Linked DNA regions of Gossypium arboreum: region 1 is linked to region 2. A link is a contact called in public Hi-C data. All regions are on one chromosome and are shown on one strand. The core of a region is the stretch at or near the end of the contact, and the rest is flanking DNA. Distances in the headings are between cores, read along the strand shown. Region 1 holds the start of LOC108473884 (probable ribose-5-phosphate isomerase 3, chloroplastic). Region 2 holds the start of LOC108473382 (probable ubiquitin-conjugating enzyme E2 37).

Evidence for each region. Hi-C and Micro-C count contacts between places; a contact is called where the count stands out from the background.
Region 1: a Hi-C map of leaf shows a contact between it and region 2, with 5 times the contacts expected there. The contact joins the promoter of LOC108473884 here to the promoter of LOC108473382 in region 2. A contact is called at or near these places in 2 of 5 Hi-C or Micro-C datasets (both in leaf).

Annotation. Positions count from the first base shown.
Region 1 is chr11:117,740,920-117,746,175 of ASM2569848v2, reverse strand. It overlaps LOC108473884 (probable ribose-5-phosphate isomerase 3, chloroplastic), which reads right to left and starts at 1,660. Exons shown (of 1, transcript XM_017775689.2): 1 at 231-1,660. The coding sequence starts at 1,274. The coding sequence ends at 429. It also overlaps the pseudogene LOC108473885.
Region 2 is chr11:117,279,368-117,284,834 of ASM2569848v2, reverse strand. It overlaps LOC108473382 (probable ubiquitin-conjugating enzyme E2 37), which reads right to left and starts at 2,745. Exons shown (of 3, transcript XM_017774907.2): 1 at 2,389-2,745; 2 at 2,225-2,305; 3 at 1,771-2,130. The coding sequence starts at 2,510. The coding sequence ends at 1,956. It also overlaps the pseudogene LOC108473380.

The DNA of each region.
Region 1 (5,256 bases), core at 411-2,910, 460 kb before region 2:
TAACAATGCTGATTGCATAGCAAATGAAGCAAGTAGTGGAATGAATTAATTGGCTGTATTCATTGATCCAACGTCACATGTACGAAAGTTTCTGCAGGAGGATATTGACAACCTGATGCAAATAAGGTCTTTTGGGCTCTAACTTTATTAGCATTTTATTAATGTACTAAATCTTCTTTTTCAAAAAAAAAAAAAATTGAATCCCTTAACCAAAAGGTAACCCAAGAAAATACAGAAAATTGGAATCTTAAATATGAAAAAGCAATAACCATAAAACTACATATTCATTAACCAATAAAATTCCTTTCTAAAATCCCCTCAATCATTCAACATTCTGCAATCACTCTACACAGAATCAATTTTTTTTTCTTTTTTTCTTTTTTAACAAATTACCCCCTCACAGAAAGTAAATTCCAGTCAACACTTATTCACTTAGTCATAGCCTCTATACCAGTTTTCCCAGCAATGATGACAGAGGTAGCCATTCCTAAAAACAGCCCATGTTCCACTACACCTTCCAAGGCAGAAATCTCTTTCCCAGCTCCAAACCCATCTTTAATTGGATTCTTGAAATACAAATCCACAATGTAATTCCCATTATCAGTGACATAAGGCTTTTCACTACCATCCCCTACTAACCTCAACTTTGCTTCACAACCTAACTCTTTAAACAGCCCTTGCAGTCTAATTAGATTGTATTTCCAGCAAAACTGCACAACTTCAACAGGCATAGCTAGACCACTCCCTCCAAGCCCTGAAACTAGCTTACTTTCATCGGCTACTACAATGAAGGAAGATGAAGCTGCTTCAACCATTTTCTCACGCAAAAGTGCACCGCCTCGGCCTTTAACCAAGTCAAGGTTAGGATCAACTTCATCAGCACCATCAATAGCAAGGTCAATACGGGGATGCAAGTCAAGGGTAGATAAGGGGATGTTAAGTGATGCAGCTTGTTCTTGTGTTCTTTTCGAAGTTGGGATACCTACGATGTTAGAAAGTTGGCCCGTGGAAAGGAGTTGGCCTATTTTGTCGACCACAAAAGCTGCTGTTGATCCTGTTCCTAGGCCTAGGATCATGCCTGATTTGACTGACTCAACTGCTTTGTCAGCTGCAAGCTTTTTAAGATCATCTTGGGAAAGCACTGGGGCGGCTTGGGACCTAATGGAGAATGGTTTCTGGGATGGGGTGCGTAGGTTCAGAGGGGTGCAGCGTAGGATAAGAGGGTTGGTGGAGGTGTGGTGGAGGGAGGAGAGGTTGAGGGATAAGGAAGCCATTGGTTTTTGGTGAATGGAATGAAAGACTGAAAATGGGGTTGTAAATATGATGAAAGGTTGTGGTCAGTGGCTGTTGGATTGCATTTGCTTTGATATATGATCTGTGTTTGTTGGTGTTAGGAGAACTTGAGGTCAAAGATTGAAGGATAGGGAGAAGGGGCTGCTGAGATTTGGTTGGTTAATTGGTTAGATGATTACATTATTGGTTGGTGGGGACTTATTTTGTTTGTTTGAGAACTTGAGAGGGGTGTTGGGCCTCGTGAGGTTTGAGAATTTGGATTGGATATCTATACTGAAGATTGTCTCAAAAAGGAGGCTTCTTTCTTCTCTAAAAATATTATCTCTTGGCCATCTGAAAAAAATTACTGTCATTTTGGTTTGATCAGCAAGGCAAAGCTCTCAAAAACATGGCTTTGAACTTTAAAGGCAGCGTCTGACATCCTTCTTGATTAACCATTAAAAGTGGGCACTATAAAAGTCTGTCTTTTAACTTTCTTTACAATTATTCTCGCTCCTTGTGATTCTTTTTCCTTCACATGACAATTTTTATATCAGCAATCTCATTAACCTCTTAAACCATGGCGGCTGCTGAATCAGCTACTGCAATTCAAGAAACCAAGTGAGTATTCCAATAAAGTTTCTACCTTTCTCTATACCATTTGTTTGGTTTCTGAAACAACTTGAGAAATTTAGTGGGAAAAACAAGGAATCTGGCAACTGATTATCTTTCGGATTTTTTTTCTGGTTGATTGAAAAAGATTCGTTTGTTACTATGTTGTATATAAAATTTTCATCACATATTTCTTGGTGTAATTGCAAGAAAGATTCTTAAAATCTTTAACTTGATTGGGAAATTTTTTGTTTATTAGGCTGATCTCTTGGACTTTATTGATTGGTCTGGAGTTGAATGCCTTGACCAAAGCTCTGGTCACTCCCTGTCCAATGCTCTCAAGCAGATTGTTGGTGTTTTTTTTGAAGCAGAGGAAGAAATACAGGACAGAACAAGGCAGTATTTTTACTTGCTCACAAATGTGCAGCAAGGGAGCTATGGCTTCAGCTCATTTTGCTCATTTTTTCAATAAGAAAAACAATACATTTATAGCCATTTGCATCATTAAATACTCCCTACTACCACTAAGTAGCTTAGTAACTTGAAAACATTGCTTGTACACATAAACAAGCCACCTAAACTAGTCATTCAACACCTAAACATATCAAGCTGTCATCAGCTTGTTCATTTTCAACTAGTTTGATTACAATGAAACTAAAGAGAAAATCTTGCTGTTACAGCAAGCATATTTGCTGCAGCATGTTTACAAGCTACATGTACTTCATCCGGAGATATTACAGCAGCTTTATGTGCTGCATGCACTTTAACAAAAAAAAATATCACAGCAGCATGATAGGCCAATTTCCAACACAGGTAACTCTCTTCAAGCGATTCTTGTTTCCCTGTTCTTCATTTTTACTCCCTTAATACTAGCTAATTTTCAATTGTCATTGAATTATTTAGGCAGACATTTGTACTTTTTTTATGTTGGAAAAATCATGGTTTAGTTTATAACTTTAGGGTTGACTTCATTGTCCAGTGCATTTATCTTGTCTTAAGTTGCTTTAGTGGGAATTGCATATTATGAAATAATTAAAAGTTTTATGGTCATGGATTATTTAGGGTTATAGAGAAGATGAAGGTTTTAATCTAGAGAGTGATGCAGATGAACAACTCTTCATATATATCCCTTTCACTCAAGTCGTCAAACTACATTCCATTGTCGTCAAGGGATCCGAAGAGGAAGGTAAAGTTGTGTATATGATTATCTTCAAATAAATCTTTATTAATTATGTTTATATGTATCTTTTAATTTGTACATTTATGCATCTGAATAACTGATCACGAATTCAACCTCATTGAATACCGCTTCCAAATCCCACCCTTACTAATTTAACCTTTGATGTTGTTGATTGTTGTAGTTTTTTACCATGAAGATTGTCTTCTGCAGGTCCAAAGACGGTGAAACTTTTTAGGAACAGGGAACATATGGGGTTTAGGTAATTTGAATTATAACATTCTCGGGATTGGCTTAACATTTCACTGATGATATTTCATTGTACTTGAATGTAGTAATGTCAATGACTTCCCTCCAAGTGACACTGCTGTTTTATCTCCAGACAATCTTTAGGTAGCTCTTCTTTGTCAGTCTTTCATTGTCGGAAAACTACTATTAAGTAAGGATATTTTAAGAAATCATTCTCTCTCCTTTTGCAGGGAAAACCAGTAGCCGTAAAGTGTGTCAAGTTTCAGAATGTTCTTAGGTATGTTTATAGTTTGTCCACTAATGTACCGGGTTTAGTCTTGATCATCACGTTAACCATACTAATGTTAAAATTACTTTATTATGTTTACCAGCTTGACAATAGTTATTGAAGACAACCAGTCGGGTTCTGAAATCACAAAAATTCAGAAGACTGCTTTATATGGATCAACGTAAGTTCTTAAAAATTCCTTCTCTGCATCATTTTATGTCATTTTCTATACTGCCAGAATCCACTGACAAATTTTAGTATTTACATATTGTTCAAGGGATGAACTCATGCTTTAGTCACATGTCAAATCGATTTGAACATACAGTGATGGTTATTAGTGAGGGATAAGAGTGATTATTTTATACTGAATTATCTTTCTCACACCTGAGCTTTCAAAATTCTGAAACTACATGAACCCAGAGCTTGTTTGCATTGCCTATAACTAGCAAAGCAGCTGACGTAGCATAAGATACGGCATATCCTGTTTTTCCTTCTTATTAGCAACTAGCGAGTTTCTAGATCACTTCCAAGCAGCGATATCAACCTCCGTAAGGATTTGTTGGCTATTATGTTAGTGAATTGCGTATATACAAGTTTGACCATCACCTGTTCCATAATTTCAATTCCTGCATGTTCCCAGATATTTTTACTTCTGGTTAATGTCGTAAATAAATTTATCACCATTGCACAAACTAATGATTGGCTTAGCGTATACGTATGGCATATGCAACGCAAGATATATCTGATAATTGCATTTCCTCTTGTTGTTGCAGTAACGAGATGCGACTTCCATTATATATGCAGACATATATATATATATATATATATATATATTAACTGTTAAATCTGGTGATATTTTGTTTGTAATGTAGGGTGGAAACGACAGACATGAAGGGGTTGAAGCAGATTGAGGAACATTGACCTTGAAAGTTGCCAAGGGAAAATCAAGAACATGGAACATGGATGAACCCTTTTGGCTTGGGACACTTGTAACTTTGTTTTCTTCTTCTTTTAGTTTTGATTACTGAATTACTTTTGACGAAAAAAAAATTATAGAACACCTGAGTTCTGGAAAAAAAGGTACATTTGTGAGGGCATAAACTGTTGCACCCAATTGTTGTTTCAGTCGTTTTGGAATTGTACATGTTTGAATGTGGAATTCAACTCTCCTTTGATTAATAACTAGACTAGACCAGACTGTTCTCTTCCGAAGATTCTTTCATCTGTCTTGGAAGATATTTGTTCATATTCTTGAAACGTGCCATGTTAGCTTCAAGCTAGTTTTGTGAAAGAAATATGGATGGCAAGTAGAGGAAGTTACTCAAGTTTGAGTTTGGTTACAAATCAAGTTTGATTCTGTCATTGTGGAGGGAAGTTCAAACTTCTAGTTATTGAATGAACTGAACTGAAAGATATCCGACTCAATGATTACCATCATGACCAACTATGATGCTTGCTCCTCCGACCTGCTTCCCTCCCTCATTTAAAAATTGTGAATGACTAGGTATGCATGCCATCATATTAGTCCATAAGCTTGTACAGAGATGTGCTCCACTCGATCATTCAGCTTCTAAGCTAAAGTACATTCTAACTCATCTTTTTGAAATGCATCCAAAATCATCCCCAATTCGCTTCAATCAATTTTCAGTGTTTCTATGGTGTATGTTTGCTACAGTGT
Region 2 (5,467 bases), core at 1,496-3,995:
GCTGCAAATACCAATCATTCATCAAGTTTTTTTGAGCTTGGTAGTCCCAAAATGCTTTTCAAGTTGACCCTGCTCAAGTAATTCATCTTCAACCTTGGTCTCGTTCTCAACCAAATCTGATCCACACACTTGACTATCCTAGTCTTTTATGTCAAATATTTGTTCATCAAATGGAGTCCTCTCCTCCTTCACAACCTTGGTTTGCAACTTGCCTTCAAATACATCTTGCATTGTTCTTTTGTTCATTACAATTCTATTTTTTCTTGCACATACTCCCTCCTGTTGTGGCGTGTCTTCATGCACATACTCCATCAACTCCTCGTTCAACTTATCCCAAGCTTGTTTGGGAGTCTCACAGGGATAAGCTACTACTGTCTTTTTTACAAGCAGCCTTCAAATATGACAGGCTTTAATAGCTTCTTGTCTTTCTTAACAAGTAGCAGAAGCAAAAATAAGTCCTCAAATACTTGGGCACATGATACCATTTGTTGGGTTTTTGACAACAGCAACAATACAGAGAACAAAGGAGAAAGAAACAAAGAACAATTTACTTGCTCACAAATGTGCAACAAGCACTACAACAAAACAAGCCTACCGCGACACTTTTTTTGACCTAAGAAGAAGCAAAAAAAGTTGGCATAGGTTTTGCGACGCTTCTCCCGATGCTTCTAAAAAGGTTGCCTATAGTACAGTTGGCATAAGCTCAGCGACGTTTTTGAAAAAGCATTGGCATAAGTCAACATAAGCTGACCTTGTCTAAGGCAACCTTTAAAAAAAGATTAAGATAGACCCATATAAAGCAACCATAAAAAGGTTGAGATAGACCCGTCTAAAACAACCTTTAAAAAAAAGTTGAAATAAACCTGTTTAAGGCAACATTAAAAAAAGTTAAGATCAACCTGTCTAATACACTCTTAAAAAGGTTGGAATAAATTCATCTAAGACAAGCTTAAAAAAGTTGAGATAGACACATCCAGAGCAATTTTTTTCTATTTTTATTATTTCAATATTAATATATTTTCATAAACATTTATAGTGAATAATGATAGAAATTGTGTTTTAAATACAACTAAAAATAGAAAATTAAATTTTAATTAAAAGTTAAATATTCACTACAAAAATCAATCCAACAACCAAAATACACTAACATTTAGCCAAAATGTATACCGCCTGTAATCAACCCAATATACAAAAGTAAACAAATAAAAAAACACCTAAGACGATGGATATTGATATTGATATTGTATTACATAAAGCTAATGCAGTCTAAAATGGAAGTTTTGTTTCCTTGAAGTATTTGATATATGAAATGAAGAGTATGGTCCTCATCTAAACAGGGGGCATGGCAACCATCATTTAAAGAGAAATCAATGAGGCAGACATGGCTTTTTAGCATAAAATTTTCAGTGTCCTTTACCAACTAAAAAAGAAACTTAAACATCAAACACAGTCTATTCTTCATGTTTAATGGTCCCTGTAAAAAATTGAAAGTTCAATAACCTTAAACTTGGTTCCACTCGCATGAAGATCAAGGATCCATTATATTGCAGATACGGTCAACAACAGTGAGTGAATATAAATCTAAAGTCTTAAAGTTAGAAACCTAAACAAATGTCAAGATCTCATCCGTCAAGTTTATCCCCTACCATACTTGTCTATCAATTCACGCTATAATAAAATCAAACTTAAGAAATTGTTTTTCCAAGACTTGTATGCATAAAAATAGAAACAAGCTACATCAAATCAATGAAAACATTTAACAGATTCAAATTTCCAAACAATCAATAGCATACGATAGAATAAAGACAATGAAGAAACAAGAAATATAGATTCCTTTTTGCCTAAAATTGCATCAAATATTAACATCGATGAATGCTTAAATAAACAATCTCCAGAATAGAGGGAAACCAACAGAAGTTGTCAAAACATCAATGGATCTGAGAAAGGACTAACCTTTACTGTAAATCTTTAGAAAATCTGAGGTGGGTATGAATCAAAAACCCCCTCCAAAAAAATAATAAAAGAAACAAAATAATATAGAGAATGTCAAGGCAAATTCCACCTCCATTGTCGATGTCCGGGCGATAAATTGGCGTCGCAAAAGTCACAATCGGAAGCTGAAGCGGATACCTTTAAGGCAAAAAAAAAAAACACCCAATAACCTCCTTTTAATAAAAGAAAATGCGAAAGAAAAATTGAAATTCATTATGCAACTTAGATATACCTTTCAGGTATCTGAATCTTAATCTTGAAGATCCCTTTGCTATAAAAAATTTCTTCAGGACCTATTTCGGTTAAACAACATCTAGATTTTGGATATTAACAAAAAAGAATGATTTTGAATCCATTTTCTGGGTGAAGCGAAAGCGAGAGGGAGAATGAACATACGGGCGTGGATTAATATCATGTCGTGAAGAGAGGGTAGGAAAGGAAGCTCCATGAGGAGGATCGACGAGAAGGAGCTTCAGCTCCTTTTGCATTCTCAGCTTTAGCCTTGCTGCTTGTGCCATTTACTTCTTCTTCTGGTTTGACTTTTTGTTTTTTGCGCTTTAAAAATGAAATATTGGGGGCTTCTGATTTTTTAGCGAGCGGCCAAACCTTTTCGAAAATTATATACAAACACAGTAGTGCACTTACGGAATTTTGTTTTGAAACTGATTTGGAAATAGGGAGAGGAGACAGGAGGTAGAATGGTAAACCTAAAAATTAAAGGTAATTAAAAAGAATAAAGAATTAATAAGTATATTTTCCAACTTTTCTTAAAAATCGAGATATGATTAGATTTTGCAAATACTAAAAAAGGTTACTTAAATGTATAAATTTAAACAATTTAAAAAAGAGGCAGTGTAATTCAAAAAGAGTTGACTTAGGTTTTTTTAACTCTTATACAAAGAGTCGCCGTAACATATATCAACAAGTCTATTCCAGCGCTTATTAAAATGTCCACCCAAAAGTATCGGCATAATGTTTAAACGTGGCCTTATGCATACCTATCTCAACACTGAAATTAAATTATTCATTATATCTATTTCAAGGGGAACTCATCTCCGATGTCAGCTCAACCTCCAATGTCTGCAATTTCTGGAAGTCTTTGATTCTTCTTTTCAGCTTTTTCGTTAGCTTCTTCCTTCTCATCTTCAAACGCTCTAAGCTTGCCACACTCTCTGCAGCATCTCTTTTGGTAGCCATCAAAGATTCAACCGTCACTCTTTTCTCCTCTATCTTATTGGCTAATCCAGTTTTCATCATCTTAAACTGAAGAATTTCTTTTGCTTTCTGCATTATTCAAAACCAGCAACAAACTATTTCACAATTAAACAAAATGTATGTGCAAATTTATCAATCAGTAATTAATCTCACTATACCAGAATGCTGGATTTGTACAGCTTTTCTCGAACAGCCAACCTAGTATTTCCCCGTTTTCCTTCTGTTTGCAACATCAGACAAAACAAGGCTCATTTACGATATGTGTTTGTACAGTATGTCCAGGGAATTGTGTTCAATTCTGCTTAGAATGTTGTTGAATGATCTGTATTGTCTAATATCAAAAGAATAAATTGGATGCCGAAAACAAAGAATGTGACTCACCAGGAATGGGTGCTACATCATCCCCTTGATGAAGAACCCAAGCAAGTGATAGCTGTGCGGGGGTGCCTCCATACTTTTGAGCCAAGTTCTCCATCTGCAAATACAAATTTGTGTTACTGTCAAAGTTTTCTCCTTGAAATCTCGGGTGAAATGTCTTTAAAGAAGTCCATCAGTAAAAAAAAGGGTACTAATTAGAAGGATTGTTTCTATGCACAATTGAGTATAGATTAAAGCCAAAAAGAACTTGACTGGCCAAAAGAAACAATCGATAAAGAACTTCTTTCCATACCCGAAAACTAATTGCTGGCACAGTTTCCGCAACAGTCCTGCCACCGAAGAAACCACGACCGAGCGGGCTATATGGAACTATCCCAATCCCAAGTTCCCTGCATATTGGGACACATTAAACTAATTAAGCATTCCTTTTGCTTGAATTTGAGAAGTAAAAGGAAAAACAAAATCTAAATAACATGTAACAGAGGATATAGTTCACCTTCACTACAATAAGAGATAGGATAGAAGTAGAACAACAAAAACCAAAGTTCAAATTCCTGGCAACTTATACTTTGGCAACTTATACTTTTAATGATTCAGTATACTATTTTTCTATGAAACCAGTGTTGGGTTTTTGAGGAGACCTGCAGAGGGGGATTATTTCGTCCTTGCTATCGCGAGTCCAAAGCGGCCACTTCATTTTTATGGCAGAGACGGGATGAACAACATGTGCCCTTCTTATAGTTTCAGGGCTAGCTCCAGATAAACCAATGTACTTTATCTTCCCCTCTTCTACCAGCTTCTTCAGTTCCCCCATCTAAGATTGAATTAAGAAAAGCAGCTTAACATCATATTTCCACCGCACATTAAGCATTTTAACCAAGAAAAATAAAGGATGTTTTATAATGGAGCACTTACAGTATCCTCTATTGGTGTTTTATGTCGACCCTGTGCTGGTAGTAGAGATCAATGTAATCGACATCAAGGCGCTTCAGGCTAGCCTGGATCGAGGCGCGGACATATTCAGGGGTACCATTTATTACAATACCAGCTGCAGGATCCATCTTGACAATATCAAATTCTGTGGCTAATTGTACATTCTCTCGTGGTAATTGCTTCAATGCCTGAGAAAAGAGTGGTTTTTAAGGGTAAATACTTATGAAATCATGTCAATAATTTTGTTTCAGTTAAACTCCAAAGCCTAAACAGTAAAACTCTGCTGGAACTGTTGCAAACATGCTACCTTTCCAACCAATAACTCATTTCTTTTGGGTCCATAGATATCTGATGTATCAAAGAAAGTGATTCCTATGTCGATTGCTTGCCTGATGATGGAGATGTCAACATCTTCAGTGACAGGATCATTGTATATTCCTGTAAGCCCCATACATCCAAACCCTAACTTGGAAACCTACAAAATAATAGAATTTACAACAAAAATGAGACAGGAAGATACTGTTTTGAACAAGCAATTGGTTTAACTGAACAAGAACTTGAATAGATCATAGACAAGGGGATCCAGCATCTCAATTTTAGAAGTTTTCTGATTCATGTCTCAGGTGTCAGTTAATAAACATAGCTGTACTCCACTCATAAATAACACCTCAGTCTTGAGAGAATTCACACAGAAGGAGTCTTACCTCAAGCCCTTGAGTTCCCAGTTTCACTCTAGGAATCACATCGCTCTGATTTTGCTGCTCCTCGCCCATCGTTTCTCTCTTGTTCTTGACTCAATGCTTTCCCTCAGTGTACGGTTGAGAAAACAGGAACTAAAAACTGCTTAAAGGAAACACACTGATCTACTCGTTGTGTTTATATTACCAAATTCAATGCGCAGAATCTTGGTTAGAAACAAATTTAGCATGCAGAGCTGACGCTTTTTGGC